Linked DNA regions of Danio rerio: region 2 is linked to region 1. Evidence: chromatin contacts called from public HiChIP or PLAC-seq data. All regions are on one chromosome and are shown on one strand. The core of a region is the stretch at or near the end of the contact, and the rest is flanking DNA. Distances in the headings are between cores, read along the strand shown.

Region 1 (6,217 bases), core at 2,395-4,894:
TCATTGCTGCTGTTACTCTGGGTCAAGATTCACAAAACAGTATTTATAATCATAATGTAATTTTTTTAAATAAAAATGGATCTTAAATTACTGTAATTAAGAAATTTGTTTATTTTTTTATGTTCAGAGGGCTTATGCATTTTGCATGCAATTTTTCCACATAGCAAACTCAGTAAGGATTTATGTGCCACTAGATGGCAGCACAATCTAAGGAACATATTGAATACTGTCAATTTTAGATAGACTGTACCAAGTGCATATAATAGCTGTTTTAATTAAATTAATTTAAAAATTATATTTAATAAAGTCCATTCTTCTTTTCCATGAAAAGTGTTCTTGCAGCAGTCTGTGTGTTTTAGGCTAATGTAGTTTGATCTTCTCATTTGCCAAAATCTTTCTCAACACAGATCACATTTCCAACCAGAGCTAGCACAGCTTGGAGCATTTTGGACTGAGCTCAGTCTTGTATTATTGTCGCTAAACCCAAAGTAATTACTTTCCAGTTCTTTGCACTTTTGTCAGAATATTTTGCACCGGAACAGTTTTGAAGCCAAGGAGGGGATGCGAGGACCATTTGGCTGTCGACCAGATGCAGTCCAAGTTGATCTGTGAAGCGCGGTGATGAAATAAACACTGTGCACTTAAAGCGGAGCACATTTCCCCACAGTCCCAGGAGAGGGGTGTAATTTTAGTGGTGTTTTGTGAGGAACAGATAAAGAGGGCTATCTTCAGCACACAAGACCTGGAGCTAGACAATGGGAAATGGATTTGCACTGAGATGAATGTGTTCCAGTAAACTGAAGGCCGGCAGAAGGACAGAGGCTCTTATGCTTGAACAAGTCATCTTTGGGAAGATCCAGGCAGGTCAGAGACACCTTTAAAAGTGAGTGCTGTCAGTTTTGTAAATGTGAAGCTGTCAGCTCGCTTAATCCAGACGCTCAGGCATCATTTTGGAAGTGAGGGGGATGTAATGTGCTATGCAAGATGTTATATATATATGCTGCCTATATATATATATATTGCCTTAGCTCCCATGATGCATTTAAAATCATCACAATTTGTTAATTTGGAGTTAAATAATCTTTAATTTAACACATTTTTTTAATAGCACGATCACCTCACAGCAAGAAGGTCGCTGGTTCGAGCCTCGGCTGGGTCAGTTGGCATTTTTGTGTGAAGTTTGCATGTTCTTCTCGAGTTCGTGTGGGTTTCCTCCGGGTGCTCCAGTTTCCCCCACATGTCCAAAGACATGCAAAATAGGTGAATTGGGTAAGCTAAATTGTCCGTAGTGTATGTGTGTGAATGAGTGAATGAGTTTCCCAGTGATAGGTTGTGGCTGAAAGGGCATCCACTGTGTAAGACATATGCTGGATAAGTTGGCGGTTCATTCCACTGTGGCGACCACTGATTAATAAACGGACTAAGCTTAAAAGAATATGAATGATTGAATGAATTTAAAGCAACATACCACATAGTTTTACAAAAAAAAAAAAAAAAAAAAGAGTAAGAACTTTTTTTTACATTTTCTCTCAAGCGATATTGGAAATCCCGAAAGTTGCTTTAATTTGACAATTCTGGGCAAATTATAACTTTTAAAGCTTGAATGTCACTATTAATACATTTCATAAAACAATCATTTTCCAGAATGTTTCCACATGTTTCTTCACTTCCAAACATGTTTTGAGCTCCTGTCTTCTCCTGAATGCAAAATACATTTTTAAATTAATGTTGAAAAAATGTATATATTTCAAATAAATTCTGTTCTTTAGAGCCTAAAAAAGTATCTCAATAATATAATGCAGCACAACTGCTTTGAACACGGCTATTGATCAAATATCAAAATTTAACAGCTGTCTGCATATCTTTTCCCAAAGATTGTGTGACACAAATACTAATGAAAATTCAGCTTTGCCATCACAGCTGATAATTACATTTTAAAATATCTTACAATAAGTTTGTAATTTTAAACTGATTTAATAATGTGTTTTTGAGCAAATGAATGCATCTTTTGTTTCGAGTTTTAATTTAATCACTCCGTGGGGTCCAAAAGAGTCTTAAGATGTTTTAAATTTCAAAATCTAAATTTTTGGACTTAAAAAGTCCTATATTTACTGAAACATAGTGGTGTAGTTGAGTTTTCTTCGTAGAGTGGCAGGGCGCACCCTTATAGACAGGGTGAGGAGCTCTGTCACCCGGGAGGAGCTCGAAGTAGAGCTGCTGCTCCTCCACATCGAGAGAAGTCAGCTGAAATGGCTTGGGCATCTGTTTTGAATGCCTCCAGAGAAGAGTTTGGTAACATTCAAAGAGTACAAAATGGAAATAACAAAGAAAAAATAATATTAAAAAAAATAAATACATTTATTCAAAAGGTCAGGGAGTTCTTCAAAGATTTTAATAAAGGGCGACCATTTATTTAGGAACATGCATTTCGAGAATTGAATCGTTTATTTAATCTTTTCCAATTGAACGTAAGACTACATCACTTCATTTATCTTGCCAGCGTGTGTTAGAGATTCTACTCTTTTCCACTTGAATAATATTAAATGTTAGACATTTTTACAGCAAACTGTCTAAATAAAATTCCCTTATCAGGGAAAGAAAACTTAAACAACACATCACTTTACATGATCTTTCATTAATACAAAGACTATTTACAGAAGTAACCGGACCATTACAAAAAAAATAATAATCTTAGTGTTTAACCCAATACAAGTCTAAAATTTCATTCATAATGGTCTTAAAAGGGTCTTAAAATATCTTAAATTTCACTTGAAGAAACCTGCAGAAGCCCTGTCACTATGTTTGTCACTATGTACTCACACTCAAGTAGTTTTAAACCTTTTTAAGATTCTGTTGAACAGTAAAGTATACATTGTGAAGAAATGCTGAAAGCTTGTAACCATTGAATTTCGTAGTAGGTTCAAAAATACTGGGGTAAGTCAAAAGTTAGAGGTATCCAGCTTTCTCCAAAACATCTTCTTTTCTGCTCAACAGTAAACAGAAGCACAATCAGGTTTAAAACAAGTAGAGGAGGTGAGTAAACGATGACAAATTTGCTAAGCTAGTGGTTTCCAGCCATTTCCAGCCTGACCAGCCTGGTTTAAGTTGGACATAGCTGGTTTTAGCTGGTCATTTCCCAGCCTGACCAGCTAAGACTAGGCTGAAAACCAGCCTTAAAATGTCCAAAACCTCTCTAAAACCAGGCTGGTCGCCCAGTTAACCTGCATAGGCTGGTTTAAGCTGTTTTTTTCAGTAGGGTACACCACTAAAAATGTTAATGTTTATGAGTGTGACCCAAGGGACCAATTGCTGTGCTTAAAGGAAGTGACCTCAGACCTCAGAAAGGAACAGCTGTCCTCTTGTCAATCATGGCATGTGACATTTACTCACAGCCACCTACTTATATATACATCTACACTGAATATTGCTCTTCCTGATTGCATCCGATTTAAAGGGTAAAAGTGAGTCGCATCATCTTCCTTTTGCACTTTCCTCTTGCCTCCACGTCCACTTTAGCCCGATCCAATTTGGATCTCATTCTCAGACAGATTGAGGAATCGCTTTTCAATCTCTGATCTGCTGTAATGAAAAGAGAGAGGGCACTGCCTGTGAATGCGCTAACCGGATTAGCGGAGAGAGAGAGAAGAGGGGCGGCATCGTCCGTTTGAGGGAGAACAGATGAATGAGTAAAGCAGGCTTTAACCAGAAGAGGGGGGCCGGTCACCGAAATCCCCCTGACCTGCCGCTAGTCATGCGTCCTCGTGTTTGTGCTGACAAACAATTTCACAAAATTGGATCCCCCCAAATCGTTATCGACTTTCCTCTTTCCTTCTCCGTCTCTTGATAGGTCCGGCTATGAGTTAAACACTATTGGCAGTTTTGAAGTCTGTCCAACATGCAACTGCCAGAGAGAAAAGGTCAGTTTGTGGACAGGGAGAGAAAAAAAATCTGGAATAATTGATTTTTTTCCCCCGTTCTCTCTCTCTCTTTCTGTTGTTTTTATTCATTTCTTTAAATGTCAGAAGGCTTTTGTGTGCTATAGGCAGACAGGTTGTATGGGTGAATGGGATCTGGCTGGCCGAGGCTGGCTTTAGTTGAACCTTGACCCGTCTTCTCTGCGCATACTTGAATCCATGTCTTCGGCCCCCTTCGTAACCCCAGCTTGAATTTAATTACCACTGAGCTCTTCAATTTAAATTGCATTGATGAAGAGGAATGAGGAGGAGGGGGCGAGCTGTACCTTTCCGTCTCTCCTCCCTGCGAGGCACAGATGGTATTTTTTATCAATGTCAGCCGCAGCTTCTTTCTGCACTGATGAATAGATTCTAAGGATGGCCTGACATTATTGCAGATAACAGAGGCAGTCGAGAAAAGGGGTCAAGGATGGAGGGGACCAGTGGAGCTATTGAAATATAATAAAAACTAGAATTCAGAGCTTTTCTCCATTCTTGCATGCTGTATTGTGTGCGTCACTGAAATGATTTCCTCTTTTCCAAAGTTCAAAAGTGATGTGAGTAAATGTGAGGACCATGATGTGTTTTTATTCCTCTTTTTTTCCTAACGTGAGCATTGTGTGCTGCTGTTGTGACTCATTCTCTGCAGGGATGTGACACTGTGCGTGATAGATATGAACTCTGCATTTGTCTGTGTGACACTTGTGTAGACAGATCATAGCAGAAGTGCTGGCTGGCAGCGTGTCCTTTTTGTGAGCGCGGCATGGATAAAATCAACATCTGACCAGTCCTGTGAGTGTCAGGGTGGTTTTATCTATTCAGCAGGCTTTTTGCATCTGATATGACTTTTTTCATCATCTCTCTTACCTTTACTGTCATTTCCTTTACTGTCTTCTTTCATTTCCTCCTTTTTCATTTTCTGTTTCCTGTCCTGTCATCATCTCGGCCTTCTTTCCTATCCTTTTTTCTCCCTCTATTGTCATTTACATTTTTGCTTCGCATCTTCTTTTTATACAAGACTAGTTGTTTTGGTTGTTGTGTTTCCAGTTCCGTTTTTCCTTTATATTGTCATATCATTCTAACAATTTGACTTTTTCATTCATTTATTCATTCATTTATTCATTCATTCATTCATTTTCATTCAGCTTAGTCCCTTATTTATCAGGGGTCGCCACCGCGGAAAGAACCACATTTTTCACGGCCAAATATTTTCTCTTTTGTTTTTATTTTCTACATAACTATTTTACTTTCTACTCTAAAAATTTGTTTCCATTTCCTGTATCCTTTTTTTCCTTCTTTCTGTTCTGTTACTTACCTCTTCCTTTTTATCTTCATGTTGTGTCACACAAAGTGACTTTTGGGTCTAATCGATTTATTAGCGCACTAGGCAGCCTAGACTCTGCACAGAAAGTTTAGCCAGAGAAGAAATGGTGGTGCCCAACAGAGCCTGGTTTCTCTTAAGGTTTTTTTCTTCGCTTTCATAGTTGAAGTTTGTTCCTTGCCCTTGTCACCACTGGCTTGCTTGGTTTGGGACTTGTGGAGCTGCGCATCGATAGATTTGCTCTTCAGTGTTTGGACTTTCAGCAGTGAAAATTAAACCACACTAAACTAAACCTAAACTCTGAAAACTGAAGCAGTTTCAGTTTAATAGAACTACTGTGTTAAACTGCTTTGTTATAATCTACATAGTAAAAGCGCTACAGAAATAAAGATAAATTTTATTCAATTGAATATTAAACTATATATATATATATATATATATATATATATATATATATATATATATATATATATATATATATATATATATATATATATATATATATATATTCTCAAAAGACACCCTCAACTCATTAAGAGAATGAATTTAACCCTGTTAGACCATTCGCCGCAGTGCGGATTTTTTCATCTTTAAAAAAGCAAAAATGGATTCTGACACACCCTTAATGCTTTTGCGCCCTGCTTTTTTAGACTTTGTGCCTAGATCATTAAAATAGAGCCCTGAGTCTTTAGACTTAAATTCCATTTTAGTTTAAGTCATATTTTAGTCTTCTGACTCAATTTATGTTTTAGTCGACTAAATCTATGGGAGATTTAGTAGACTAAAATATTTTTGGTTTCATTTAGGTGTAATTCATTTAAATATTGTATACATTTATTTATACTAAATATTGTAACTTAAAATTAAATAAAACAGTCTATTTTAAAATATGGAATGGCTTTTTTAAATGGAAGATGATGTCCTCACATTCCGTGTCTACTGT
Region 2 (6,217 bases), core at 1,229-3,728, 150 kb after region 1:
AATGCCACATTTGCACACGTTATTAGTTTTGGGAGTCAAACCTGCATTTTCCTTGTGCACAGTAGGTTTTTTTTACACTGGAGGTAATTATAACAAAGTTTGACAAGAGATAACTCATGTCAAGATGTTTCGGAAGGACTTCATGCCCTGTAAGCCATCCAGAACAACCCTTTGCCTATTGTACCATCATCAGCAGAAAGGTTACTCTTGATGGAGATATGCTGTTTGGGTGCAACTCAACCTCTGCAGACTGTATTGAACCGGAAGGATCTTAATGAGATTAAATCAGGAGCGTATTTCCAGAGGTATGAAGTCGAACTGGTAGCCGATTCTGCTTCTGCTGCAGATGTTGATGGATAGTTTAATTTTGGAAGGATATTATTAAAGAAGCGTGCGCTGTTCATTTGAATATAGAGATAAGTGTGCAGATTGATTGATTGATGGCCATGGGGTGAAATCACTCAACCGTTTTCTTATTAAAACCAAGGAGAGCGAGAGCCTCTCTCATGAATATCTTTATATTAGTAAAAGTTTAATTTCCTGCTTTATATATTAATCTGTTTTTGGATATCGTTTCAGCTAGAAAAGTCTTGGTGATTCACTAGTCATACAATCAAACCTTTCTTTTAGGAGCGGCCTGTATTTACGTGCTTTGTTTTCATTCTTTGATAAAAGAACGCTACCAGAAGACACAAGATCATCTACCCATCCACGAATTCAGCAGCCCATAAGATGCAGCCCTAAAGACAATAAGTGTGCAAGGCTGCTTCTGAGGTTAGATGCACAGCAGTGATGGGACGTTCAAACCTTTAATGCGACCCGGATCTTTTGTGACAACCTTCCCATCATAGGACTCAACATGCCTAAAATATGTAGTCAGCAAAGTTTTTTACAATTACGTTTTGCAACCCAACTGAAGCATGATTCATTTATTTAAAAGCCATTAAGACTTTCTCTCATGAAATAAACTTTCCTCATTAAAATAAATAAACAGATCCTTTCATTTAAGCCCTCTGTTTACCCACGCTGCAGTAGTTCAAGTATGTTTCAGTCACAGCAGGGTGTCATGTACTGTTTGTGTTCAGTTCACCTGCTGAATTGCTTTTTTTTAAGTCAGAGAGAGGTATCAGGCATGTAAAAAGTGAGTAGTTTGTGGATAAGTTTGTGGATTCATTTAAATTGATTCAGTTCGATTTTGTGAATTAGTTCAACCGGTTCACTTATCAGGTTTATCAAGTTTAAAGAACGATTTGTTTGTGATCACTAATACACAGTGCTTAATTTGTAAATTATGAGATCCTGGAATAGATCAGAGTAACGGATCCGGCATGTTACCAGAGGAGGTAGTGGATGTTCCAGATGAAAGTGAAGAGTGTTGGGGAGTCGCGAAAGAAAGCGAAGAGTGGGGCGGGGGTGCGTGTGGGGAGGGGGATCAGTAAAATGAGGTGCCGGATCAGATTTTAGATCCGACTTGTTCCGGCACAAATTAAGCCCTGCTAATACAGAAATAACCGCACAAATGTGTTCAATGAATCCTTTTTTAAGTCTATGTTCAGGTCGTACTTGATGCTGTCACCATGATACTGTCATATCCACTCCTTAGTTTTGTCGCTTGAGCAACAGCGAGGAAGACTAGAGGAGAAACATCTTCATCTTTGCAATGGCATCAGGATTACAGACTGGTGTACGGGTCAAACACCTGACAGCGCGAAGCAAATAGTTTTGCTTCTAATAGGCATACAGTAGGTGTATGTATTAAATACATTTACAAAGACGAAAACAAAGGACGTTTTTGCAATAATTTTAGTTAGGTTCAGTTAGTTTTGAAAGTACACTGTACAGTTTTAGTTAGTTCTACTTAAAAAAAAAAGTTTTTATTTTTATTTCACTTAACGAAAATGTTTTCGTTATTTTTGTAACGTCTAACTATCTCAAGACTTCTCAGGCTCCTACTAGATAAATGAAACATTAAGTACATGAGAGAAATATTCACATTTCTAATAGACTGATTATATGGAATTGAAATGTGCTCTGGTAATGTGCATGAGGTCACAGCCACCCAAACCCTATTGTTTGTCTTCTGCTGAGGTTCAGTTGAATTTTAACACAAGTTAGGGGAGGGTATGGGGTGAGGCAAGACCTGATGTCGACCTTGTCCCAGATTCAGCTGTCGCCTATGGTAGTGTTCAAAATGGAAAACCTGATGTCAACAGTAGCGCGCACAAAAAAAAAAGTGTCTAAACTTACTGGTTCCTTTTACTTTCGCCAACAGAATGGGTCTCTTTCATCTTGTGCATTTTTTGAAATCACTGGTACTTTGAAAAATGAATAGACCAATTTACTGTGGCTGCTGAGAAATATAGAATAGAAAAGAGTGTCAAAAGAAAATGTCTTTGTTAGTAGTGAAAGTGCGGTGAATGGATTGTGAATGCTCCTGTCTCGCTGCTCTCCTACAGAGCTCCTCCTGCGAGTATTGAGTGTTAAGGAGGTGCCATTGTTCCGGAAGAGCTATTATATCTGTGCCCCTGGTAATCCGCAATTTCTATCCTCTCTCCCCCACTCCAATACCCGAGTAGTTCGTACAATGCTAATGTTCCCAACATCTGTTAACGCGCAACACCTGCGGTGGAGGCTGTTTGATTTTCTTCTTTATGGCATTCCTTTCTCCCCTGTCGCTACATAAAAGGCTCAGCCTGTGTTGCTTTCGTAGGTGATATTGATTAAAAGTGTCGGGAAGAAAATCCAAGCATGGAAATGGTGTCAAGATGCGCCGCTCTAAATGGAATTTCAGGATAACGTGCGTTGTTGTTGTTTACTTGACCTTTGGTTTGCTGCGGTTTCAATTTCACCAGCTTTATCCACATCCAGATGAGACGCCAGGCTGAGGCTTGTTGATTTAGCCATTCCAAGGTCCTTCCTTCTCTGTCATCCCTAAAGCTTTAAGGAGATGATGTTTCTCAACTTATCATCAAAGGTGTTTAGTTTGGTTTGTTCAAAATGCTCCTCTTTTACATGCAACAATGAGCATCGGAAGAAGCTGTTTTTCCTCTCTTCAGGCTGAAAGAAACACCTGTGGACATGCTTGTCATTTAAAGTGCACATGCAGGAAGAACGGCAGATTAAATGGTGTTTGTTAAACTTCACATCCTCTCTGCTTCATACATAATCGCACTAGCGAACAGGAGTCATATTCAAAGAGTGGCCCTTTGAAGGGTAAATTGTTCTTCCTAAAAACAAACGGCTGGGTAATCGGCCTCTTGGGCAGATTGATTTCCTGCTAGTGACAGTGGGGGATGCTGGGAAAGGGGCTCTGCGCGCTCCTCTTGAAGGACTGAAAAGTTTGCCTGTGCATCAGTCATTGAGAATTACGGGAGTGTGTGTTTTTTTAAAGAACTTTTCTGGAGAATTCATAGTGCATCTTGTTCCTCCTTATAAAGGGAGCAGTTCCATTTCCATGAGTTACGGCTTGGTGTTTTCAGTTAGTGACTTTGTTCTCCCTTCACTATTGTTTCTCTGCCAGCATAATTCAGCGAAATGCTTTCAGCATAGCTGTTATATGCCGTTGCAGATATCTTTGTTCTTTACTCCATTTTTGCGAAAGATTTGGGCAATATCCTGACTCCCATACCCTCCCATGGTTCATTTCATCATTGTGACATGCTGTAATGAAACCAGCATTGCAATCCAAGGCTCCAGTGTTTAGGCTATATTTTTCACCATTACTTTAAAGGGGTGATTCACCGCAAAATCATTCTTTACTCTCACCCTTGTATTTTTCCAAACCTGTATTCCTTGTCTTAGAGGAACTCTAAAAACACACCAAGTTAAAAACTACTTTTACAAATTGCAAAAACATACATTTCTGCCATTCTTTCTCCCCTAAGCCTTATTAAAAATATTTCAGTGAACTTAAAAACATTTTTAATCTCTCTCGTAATAATAGTGCAGATTTTACATTCTATCACCTACATTTATTCAAATAAATTTAAGAAATGTGCCAGATGCATCATCATCGTTCTTAATAGGAATAGACTGGAGTCACTTTGCTGGCCAATTGGCTGCTAGCATAAAACTGGTTCCTATGATATTGTATCTTAATTCACACTATATATTAAAAACAAATAAAAAAAAACGTATATAGACCTATGCACCTAGTAGGTCTATGGGAAATTTCCAGGGGGAAATACATATATTTTGCTTTGCGGTTGTTGTAAAAGTTTTAAAGCACATACTGTATGTTTTATAAGTGTGCCTACATAGTATTGTAATATGACTTATTTTTTTAAAATAAATGATCAACAAATGAATCTGTCTTGACGGTTTCTACAAGTGAAGGCATTATCTACACACATTATGAATTTTACTATTAGACAAATAAAACAAGCTATAAAATGCTATTTATGAAAGGACTTAAATCAGATAAATCCAAATTCCCAACACAAGCGACCTGCGTTCCAGACCAATTCAGCTTGATGACGTGTAATGTCTCCGACACTGCCTGTAGTCCCATTTAGCAACTTGATTGCAATCGTCTTTTAAAACAGTGGTTCCCAAAGTAGGGGTCGGGACCTCCCGAGGGGTCGCAGGCCAATGAAGAGGGGTTGCTTGATGATTTCCAAAAGTCTAATTAATTTAATGAAACCGCTACAATTACCATATTTTATCCATAACTAACTGAAGATAAAAATAATAGTTTATAGTTACTAGATACTATATAGTTTCTATTGTAGCTTATATTTTCTAGTTCTATTGAATTGAAAATAGAATAGACATGGTCTATTTTGTGAGTGTGAGTGTGTGCGTGAGTGTGTGCGTGTGCATGCCAGCCATATTCATAACCACCTCAGAGGTTATTGCATGTCTCGCATTGCTATTTTGTGGGTCATGGGCTAAACAGTTTGAGAACCCCTGTTTTAAAAGAAGCGTAACCAATCAAGAGTGAGATGTAACTGATGTGTTTTATGTCATAGAATAAAACGGGAAAATATCTTGAGTTTGTGGTAGCCACGAACCTTATTTAAGCCATTTAACTGAAATCCCATTCAAAAACCATGTTGACTTACCAGAAATGCTAAAATGCTAACTTGCTTCCGGGTTTTTGTATACAAGTTGACGACAGTTTCTCCGCTCTAGTTATTTGTGGATAAGGGTTTTTATCTTTTTATCTTCAGATTCTGTATTCCACTTTACAAGGAAATTTATAGAGTTTAGAACAACATGAGGGTGAATAATGTTTGAAAGCAGTATTTGATTAGAAAAAATGACTATTTACTTGATAACTGATTGTGTTTCCTATCCTGGTTTTTAGTATTTTGCAGCTTCAATTTCTCATGAATTGAAATCCATAGCTTATCTTAGATCATTACAATGCTCCTGTTGACCCTTAAACTATGTCAACCCTGTTATTAGAAAGAACAGTGTTATTGTTTGAACATATGGAGCTTACTGATAGGACATGACACATGCATGAGATATGGGCTTACTGCAGCACAAAACAGAGTGACTGGTGTTCTCACAGAATGGAAAGTTCTCCTAATCCCCCAGGAAGGTAAGACGGGCCATGCTGAAAGTCAAAGCTCAATTATCTTTCATTCAGCCACCTTTCTAATAGTATCCTCCTTTTATTTAGTGCTTTTGAAAGAGAATTATACACAGCAAATGGCCTTTGCAAAGTCAAAAAAATAATAATATTTTGAGAATGTTAAATAAATAAGGGTAGACATATTTTCACTTTCATTTCCTAACAAAGTTGGCTGGCAAAGGGAGGAGGTAACATCATACCCCTGCTTTGCTTTAGCATCTTATTTATTAACATTGTGGTGGGCAGCCTTTAAAGTGGGGGGGAAAACTGCATGCTTGCGTTTCTGTTCCAACGTATTAAAGCTATTAAAATGTAGTGGGAGCCTTAGACTGTGACCTGTTTACAAATCCTGTTTAGTTTACTGCCAGGGAAAATGGGTTTTGTCATGCGGTGCGGTTGAAAGTTTAACACATTTAATTACACTCTTAACCGTGGCCAGAAAGACAGAAGTTGATTGTTTACTTTCAAAGCGGGTTACGTAAATCAAACTGGCGACAATGAACAAAAGTGTCATGGACTGTGACTTAGACGGCCCTGATTCTCTTCAGGCCCATGCAATCTATATCATACGCGCCATGTGTTTCATAAAGGCAGTTAGTCAACTTGTAGTGTTGTCGAGAGGTAATGAAATTTCCA

What was found. HiChIP or PLAC-seq counts read pairs in DNA pulled down with a chosen protein or histone mark.
Region 2: an H3K4me3 HiChIP or PLAC-seq map of embryo shows a contact between it and region 1, with 4 times the contacts expected there. The contact joins two enhancer-like sites. A contact is called at or near these places in 2 of 4 datasets of contacts at active chromatin or transcription factors (caudal fin and embryo).

Annotation. Positions count from the first base shown.
Region 1 is chr5:20,236,492-20,242,708 of GRCz12tu, forward strand. mvk (mevalonate kinase) reads left to right here. Exons shown (of 10, transcript NM_001007349.1): 10 at 1-330. It also overlaps a transcript of fam222aa not described here. Among named protein-coding and RNA genes, the nearest start is that of mvk, 18 kb to the left of the region's middle. Within about 2 kb of position 3,645, at least 7 of the 62 cell types and tissues checked have an H3K27ac peak or open chromatin away from gene starts, as enhancers often do.
Region 2 is chr5:20,388,388-20,394,604 of GRCz12tu, forward strand. It overlaps a transcript of fam222aa not described here. Among named protein-coding and RNA genes, the nearest start is that of fam222aa, 48 kb to the right of the region's middle. Within about 2 kb of position 2,479, at least 5 of the 62 cell types and tissues checked have an H3K27ac peak or open chromatin away from gene starts, as enhancers often do.